Linked DNA regions of Gasterosteus aculeatus: region 1 is linked to region 2. A link is a contact called in public Hi-C data. All regions are on one chromosome and are shown on one strand. Each heading gives the region's core, a stretch centred on a gene start, on an enhancer-like site or on the middle of the called end of the contact. The rest is flanking DNA. Distances are from core to core; before and after follow the strand shown.

Region 1 (3,876 bases), core at 104-2,603, 72 kb before region 2:
CCACCTGGTCCTGGTGTCCGGTGAGGAGCTTGACCTGTTCCTCGGCCTCCAGGTTCCACAGTCTGACTGTGAGGTCGTAGGATGAAGACGCCAGGATTCCGCTGGCCAGAGGGTGGAACTCGATGGAGTAAATCTTCTCTGTGTGGCCTAAAAGAGGGCCGGGGGGGGGGGGGGTCAGAGCAGCTGTCAATCAACCCAACTTCTGTTGTTGTTCGTCAAGTCAATCAACAATCTTTTCTAGAGAAGACTGAATTTAGGTAGTTTCGGGTAGTTGGGTTCGGTCCTACCTTGCAAGAGGACCTCAGGCTCAGTCAGGGTCTCTTTCAGCCCTCCCTCTGGCACCTGCCACACCCGGATCTTTGCATCATCACCAGCTGGCAGGGATGGAAAATACAAGAGTCAAATCACGCAGACACACCCACTGCGGCCACACAACGCCGCAGATGGTCACACAAGCCCAGTCTACGCATTCACTCACCCACGGCGAGCCGGTGGGGGTCAAAGGGGTCCCAGGACAAGTCCACCACATTGACAGAGTTTTGGATGGTGGGCAGGGCCGTGTCGGGTAGCCTTCCAGGCTGAGAGCGCTGAGGACAGGACTCAAATCATTCAGTCAATCACATCCAGTACGCAGCGGTCTCACTTTCCACGTGAGCAGATGAAAAAGAGCTGCTGTACCTCACATATGGCGATCTGGCCCCCGGAGATGGCGAGGGGCACTGCCACGCGTTGGCGGTTGACACAGAAGCCGTTGGACTCCCCTGGTGTCGTGAGGTTGAGGCCACGCAGGTTGGTGATGTGCGTCGTCCGGTGCATCACTGCTCCCTGGATGTGACGGAGCTTCGAGGTTTGCCCTGGATGGGAGACAATTCAAACGCAGCACATTTGTCACGGAAAGAAACGTTGCCGTCGAAACAGCGAGATGAAAAAGTGAGAGATTCCCGGGTGTGTTTGTTTGTACCCAGCATGCTCTGGATGGGCCTGGCGCTCGGGCTGGGACCAGGGCTGGGACTGGGGAGGAAGCTGGAGGACAGACCGGAGGCGGAGGATGGAGAGCGGGACGCGGCGGCGCTGCTGCTGGGAGTGCTCAGGGGACTGCTGGAGGTGGAGCAGCCGCGGGCCGGATCCTGTGGAAGCAGCGTTAGGTTAAAGGCGGCCGGTGAAGCCCTGATGGTCGCTAACACAGAAGCCCTTTATACCTCCTTGCTCCCTCCACTGGCCGGCTCCTTCTTTTTCGCTGGCGCAGCCTTGGTTTTGTGCTGTTTGTCTGGATTCAGGCTGACCTTCTCCACCTGAGGACAAACAGAGGCGACAGTTGGAGGCGTCCCTCCGCTGTGACGACAGGAAAAACTGGTTGGGAGCGTGGAGCGTTTACCTGCTTGTTCCCTCCCTTCCACCACTCCTCGGCAGACATGGCTGGAGTCGTGCCCACTGTGTCCGGGTAAAGGTCTTCGTGAAACTCCTGGTTTGAATTCTGCGAGACAAGTGCGCGCAAGCAGGAGGACGTGAAAAAACGACACGCACTTCGCTTGCAGATGTCGTGATTGTGCAGCCGCGGTTTCTGTGCAGGTACGCACCTTGCGAGGGACTTGATAGCTGATTGGCACAATGCAGCCGTCCGTCAGCTGGAGGACACGCATCACCTCGCAGGACAGGACATCCAACGCCGCCTTGGGTACCGCGGCGGCGCCGCGCGTTGAGGTGTCCGTCAGGCAGTGGCTCACTGCAAGCGAGAATATGCACAGAAAAAGAGGAAAGTGAGGGATCAAACCCTGGGAGGCAGAGCTGGAACAAACCGGCCCGACGGATGAACCAGGAGCAGCTTTACCTTGCGAGAAGAAAGGCTCGGACGCAGATACTTCGAAGCAATCGATCGCCGTGTCTCCCTGTGTGAGAGAGCACATCGTTCATTCATTCATTCAAAACGCTTCCACAGATGCGTCACCTGCTCAGAACACAGAACAGACTGTCTCTCACCTTTCCAGCCAGTACGAGCAGCCCAGTGTCCTCATCGAACAGAGGGATCAGCATCCTGAATGCAAAGAGACAAGAGACGTTCAAATAATGCCCAGAAACATCTCAACAAGTCAGAGAGCCGCAGGTTTTTACCAAAAAGGCCACTAGATGGAGCAGTGTTCTTAGGTCAGGCTGGATTGAGTGAGATCATACAGGTTGTTGTTGTTTTCCACCGATCTCTATTGGCAGTTTGAGAAAACTGTCAAAAGAAATTACAGCGAAACAAAAGCATTGGCAGGCACTCACTGACTCATCACTCAAATTAATTGGATTTAAATTCCTTGGCGTTTATAGCCTGTGGTAAGATCAATACAGCATTAAACCCCGTGAGGAATGAAACAATTCACAATGGTCAACAATAAAAAGTTGAACACACAAAATACTTTGTATGGATATAAAAATGTGGATCGAAGAGGTACGAATAATTAAACCACAGCCCATAAAAGTTGTTTAAGATGTTTAAAAATATAACACTGTCAGCTCCTCTTGAGCCCTCGGGACGGTTGTTCCACTGGCTTGGAGCCAAATAGCTGGAAGCTGCGTCGCCAAAGCCTTTCATGGTTTCAATATTCAAAGCAGACACTTTGTGTCGTATGACAAAATCCATGGATATTTTTGTTCACAATTGCAATTAATATGAAAAACGGTTTCAGCTCGGCCTCAAACCTTCACCCATAATAAACCAAGGCCACAGTCGCCCGCTTCCTCTTGAGGTAAGACGACTGAGGAATGAGGGAACTCAATGAGCTTTAGAGTCGATGGGGGAAAACAAGTGGGCTTTAGTAAATAACCCAACCAGGAAGTAATGGCTTAGACAGAAGCGGACTGAAACGTCTCCCTCTCCCTGTCTCTCTGGAATCTGTCAGTCTGTCCCCGTTGACAAGAGCAGAAAAGAGGGAAGAGAGGGGCGGCTGATCCGGCGGCGCCAAAGAGCGGCTGATGGGAGGGTCGAGGTTCACTCCATCACTAAAAACCGGCTGCCACGAGTCTGTGGCCGTAATGTCTCGCATCCTTCTATTGGGTTCACGAATGTTGTCCAAAACTACGCTAACTTTTGTTACATTTCGGGAAGTAGTTTTGCTCTTTGGTAAAATAGGTTTATGATTGGAAAAGGCGTTAATTAGGATTTTTGGTGAACTAGCTTGCCAAGTGAAAATGGTCTAGAAAAAAAAGTTGAAATGATCTGTTTACTGTATTTGCCTGAAAGCCCGCTTTAATTTGATATTTTACAGCCAATTATTGAAAAAGAAGGATTTAGAAAGACTTTGCTGCCTCAAAGGGAAGAACAGATGTATGAAGCACGGTTACAGATATTTACATTGATGTTCTGCTTTTACTGAGACATTGTGTCTAGTAGTCACCTTGATTGATGCCAAGCATCTGTCCTTCACAGATATAGGCCCGTCCCGTCCCTGTCCCCCCCTTGTCTCTCTAATATCTTTCCCTCCCGGCCTATGAAGTCTGCGGGGGCGGGGGGGGGGGGGGGGGGGGGGTCGGGCCTTGCTTCGTTAGGGCGACTGTGTGTTCCCATGTCGCCCCTAAACACCTCCATCCCCACACCTCTGCCTGAGACCCACTTCCTGCTTAACCAGTTCCTTTCCCTATTCAACGACAGCGGCACTCTGCCCCCCTGCAGTCTCTCTCTGCCCAAATCCCCTCACTTTCTCTGCGGCCTTATCTCTGCTTTTCTCACAGTAAACGCGCAACAAGTCAAACAGCCACATGTTGGCAGTGGAGTCATTATCGCTGATAATGGCCCCTGTTTACTACGGCTTTCACGCTCCGCCTCACCAACAGCCCATTTTCCCACACACACTCACGCATGTATGTGCATATTTACGGCCACTGATACATACATGA
Region 2 (3,732 bases), core at 332-2,831:
ATTCACGAAGCAACATAGAGTACACTCATAAATTCCTCTGCGCCCTACTCATAAACCCGTACCACCTCCCTACCAGCGAGCCCATCAAGCTGTGTGATTACTTCCTGATGACACAGACGCGAACGGGGGCGAATGAATGCATTAAACCCTGAGGGATACTTTTCTCTTCCTGTGGTCTTCAGGTCCTGATTAGACGTAAACTTGCCCCAGCAAAGAGGAACACAGGGTGTGTGTGTGTGTGTGTGTGTTGGGGGACACGGGGGTCAGAGGTCAGGTGGGGTTGAAGACTAAACAAAATGCGTTGCGTTTATCGTTACACGCAGGCTTGTTCCGTTGTAAGTGACCACGTTAACAAGTTGATAATACGGAAGTCTGCACTGATCACCTTATTAACCGCGGCAAACATTTCCTTCTTCTCCATCATTATCACCGCAATAAAAAAAAAAACTGGTTATCATCTTTCAAAGTTGATTATTTTTGCCCTTTGCTCCCTATTTTCCAATCGAATTCATGATGTGATCCCCACCCTTTTTAACAATGATTACCTAGGTTGACTTTTTAATGAAATGAACCCATATAAAACAGAGCAGCAGTTTCCAATGTGAGGCACGCGCCACAAAGTGAGCCGCTGGCTGCATCTAGTGGTCACAAACTGCTACTACTGCGGTTAGACCAGTACAAAGAATGAGGTTGAGTCCTTCAAAACAGCTTTCTCATTAACCTGCTTTAAAATCAAGGGTGCAGCCATGCACCTCATTGCAGCATTTACATGTGTGCTGCGGTGCCACTTGTTATTACCTTGCAGGAGGAAGCCAGCAGGGAACCGTCCGGTTTCCAGCTCAGACTGTGCAGCTGGTCACCGTGCTGCTCCAGAACTGCAGACACAGACATCATCATTTAGAGTGGAGCGATCGGGGAAATGTCTACAGACACAATGTTCATATTAGACATGGACAAAAAATTAAAAAATAAAAAAAAGGTAAGATGACAACACACACGAATGACGGCACATTTACGGACAAGACAAAAGGACGCGACAGAAAACATCGGGGAGATCACTGCAGGGGAAGTGCGGGGGGGTGGGTGAAGCGATAAATAAAGCGCGTACAATTGAGATAAACAAGAGTGGATCCCGTGTCCTTACGGGTTGGAGCCCAGGAGAGAAACCAGAGGTACGACACGCATGAGGCTACAGCGCCGTTAAGTGAACACAGCTTGTGTGAATCGTTCAATATGACGGCAAATAGGTGAAGAGAGATGAGAGGTGGCCTTGGTAAGACGGGTAAACAAAAAGTGATTTGCTATGAACTTCAAAAAGGAGAAGAAAAGAAAATATGCAAAAAGCTAGATGTTAATCACACAGTCCCTCAACCACATATGAACGAGCAACGAGGGTGATGAAAGGCAGCGCGTGGAGTGGGGGGGGGGGCACAGCTCATGAAAGGTTGGATCAGCAGTGAGCAGCAGCCAGGCCAGCTGTCATGGGAGGGGGGGGGGGGGTTGTGTGTTTGTGGGTGAGGGGAGGCCAGAGGATAGGAACTGCATCCTGAGGCAAGTCCGAGGGAGACTCGGACCAGAACAACTGAAGACATTACCTCCGCTGCTCCAGCACTTAGACAGAGCCACAGGGCTGTAAAACGTAGGAAGTGTCAGTCAGACCGTCCCCGACATTAGACAAGGAAACCAAACCACTCCACACACATAAAATCATGTTGCACGCAGAAACAACGAAGGGCCACAAGAAAAGACAGAGACTCAAATGTTAAATACGGACGGACACGGCGTGTAATGTGTGACGCTTTGTTTTAAACACAGACAGCAAACCCAGGGGAGCGCTGCTCGGGTCGCCCCGCTGCAGATACCTGCTAGTGGTGTGTCCTGGCGGCCCGCGTCCCATATCAGGGGGACCTTGGTGGCCCCCACGGCCAGCAAGCCGGAGGAGGTCGGGTGGAAAAGCACCAGCTCCAGCCTGCCCTGACCTGGACGCAAGGTCAGCTCCGGACTGCTGGGCGGCTGCAGCTCTGGATCACACAAACGCCACAACTTCACCTGAACACACGCGCACACACAGAAAGAGAGAGAGAGAGAGAGAGAGAGAGAGAGAGAGATTCTAATTTAGGGATCCAACAAGTTTCTGACTTTTCTCCATTGCTCTTTTTTGAACATTGCATGGAAATGGTGACAATCTTTCTGGCCCGACAGCATTTATTTTTATTTTTTTAGCCACACCAGGCAAGCCGGAAGAATCCCGAACGGTGCGCGTCTCTAAACGTCAAGATGCAGCGTCGCAGCCTGACGAGAGCTGGTGCGAGTCTCTCGCCGCTACAGCTAAAAGGGCGACAGAGAACTGCGTTTACTCCGGTCTGAGGTTCAACTGCGGATTTCTCGCTGATGCTGGTATACGAGCGCGGATGGAAATGGAAAAGCATTCATTTTAGATTAATTTTGAAACACTCGTGAAACTAAGTGCATTCACTTAGTTTCACTGAAACAATATACTGTGCAGGCAACGGATCAGAGGGATGAGGGAAGCTCGCCGCAGACGCTGCAGACCACTCCGGTGTGTGTGTGTGTGTGTGTATAGTTGGCTCTGTGTGAGGCAACCGTTGTGTGTATTTTCACTGCTCCCTCTGGTAAACCGAGCTGCCCGGTCCGAAGAGGCAGACCCGCTCTCAGCAGATTCCAGTAAGCTCGGGCACCTGTGGCTGAGGATAATGCGCCGGGAGGACGGACCCTTCCAAAAAGGTTTGAATAACACAAAATGGAGCCAGTTCATATCCTCTTCAAAGCGCTGCCAGGAAAAGCAAAGCCTGAGAGGATGGAACGTGGACCAATGTTCATGTAGCCAACAACAAGATCAATACGGGGGAAAGAGAGACGAAATCTCACCGTTTCATCTCCGGAGCACGTTGCCAGGAGACTTTCATCGAACGGAGAAAAGTCCATATCAGTCACCAGATCTGACAGCAGGGAAAACAAATGGAAAACAGTATGTTGTTGTTTTTTTTTTTTAAATAGATCTGGGTCGTAGCTGTCACACTTATTTTCAGAACAAAGACATGAGCATTTGCATTGCTCCCTGAGAAGTTGTGCGTAGGAAAGGGAACAAGGTGGAAGGAAAGGAGAGGACTGTGACGTGATGACTTAACAAACACTACCAGAATGGCAGGAGATCTGCGTGACTGTCCATTGGCCATCTGAGCCGGGTTTGAGGGAGGACAGGCCCAGCATGCCTCCGCCTGCGGACACAAACACAGAACATCACCATATTATATGATAGACAAATGAAATGAAACATCTTTCATACTAGGAAGTCTTGAACTTTCTGTCTGCGTGATGCAAACGTGTCTGCTGACCACGCTTTTGTAGCCTTACCGGCCTGCTCGGTGTTGAAGGCCACCAGCTTGGAGCTCGCTTTGATGTGGTTCCCCTGGCAGGAGAAGGAACCGGCTCGGACATTGTTGATCCATCCCTGGGATGAAACGAGGGTACAGTAATGCACATAAATAACTGGGGTCAGAAAACGTAACGGTGGAGAACAGAGACATTCAGAAAAACATAGTTAATGTTTCAGGATATTAAAGAGCCCACATGACCAAGTGGATGTCTCAACCGGAATAAAACAGGACAATAAACAGGAAGGATCGAGCTGAGAGCGCGCGCACACGCACACGCACACACACACACACCTCAGAATTAGCCAAGTGATGAGGAAGTGGAAGAGCATCCTGC

The links. Hi-C and Micro-C count contacts between places; a contact is called where the count stands out from the background.
Region 1: a contact with region 2 is called in a Hi-C map of tail fin, with 6 times the contacts expected there. The contact joins two enhancer-like sites. A contact is called at or near these places in 5 of 6 Hi-C or Micro-C datasets (liver, skeletal muscle, tail fin and 1 more).

Annotation. Positions count from the first base shown.
Region 1 is chr11:11,559,003-11,562,878 of fGasAcu3.hap1.1, reverse strand. LOC120827576 (mitochondrial import inner membrane translocase subunit TIM16) reads right to left here. Exons shown (of 31, transcript XM_040190579.2): 10 at 1,978-2,032; 11 at 1,829-1,886; 12 at 1,578-1,723; 13 at 1,376-1,474; 14 at 1,200-1,292; 15 at 962-1,127; 16 at 679-854; 17 at 479-587; 18 at 288-374; 19 at 5-147. Among protein-coding and RNA genes, the nearest start is that of vasnb, 16 kb to the right of the region's middle. Within about 2 kb of position 1,353, at least 4 of the 9 cell types and tissues checked have open chromatin away from gene starts, as enhancers often do.
Region 2 is chr11:11,487,525-11,491,256 of fGasAcu3.hap1.1, reverse strand. It overlaps LOC120827576 (mitochondrial import inner membrane translocase subunit TIM16), which reads right to left. Exons shown (of 31, transcript XM_040190579.2): 2 at 3,376-3,472; 3 at 3,159-3,239; 4 at 2,890-2,960; 5 at 1,863-2,049; 6 at 799-875. Among protein-coding and RNA genes, the nearest start is that of LOC120827576, 11 kb to the right of the region's middle. Within about 2 kb of position 1,581, at least 1 of the 9 cell types and tissues checked has open chromatin away from gene starts, as enhancers often do.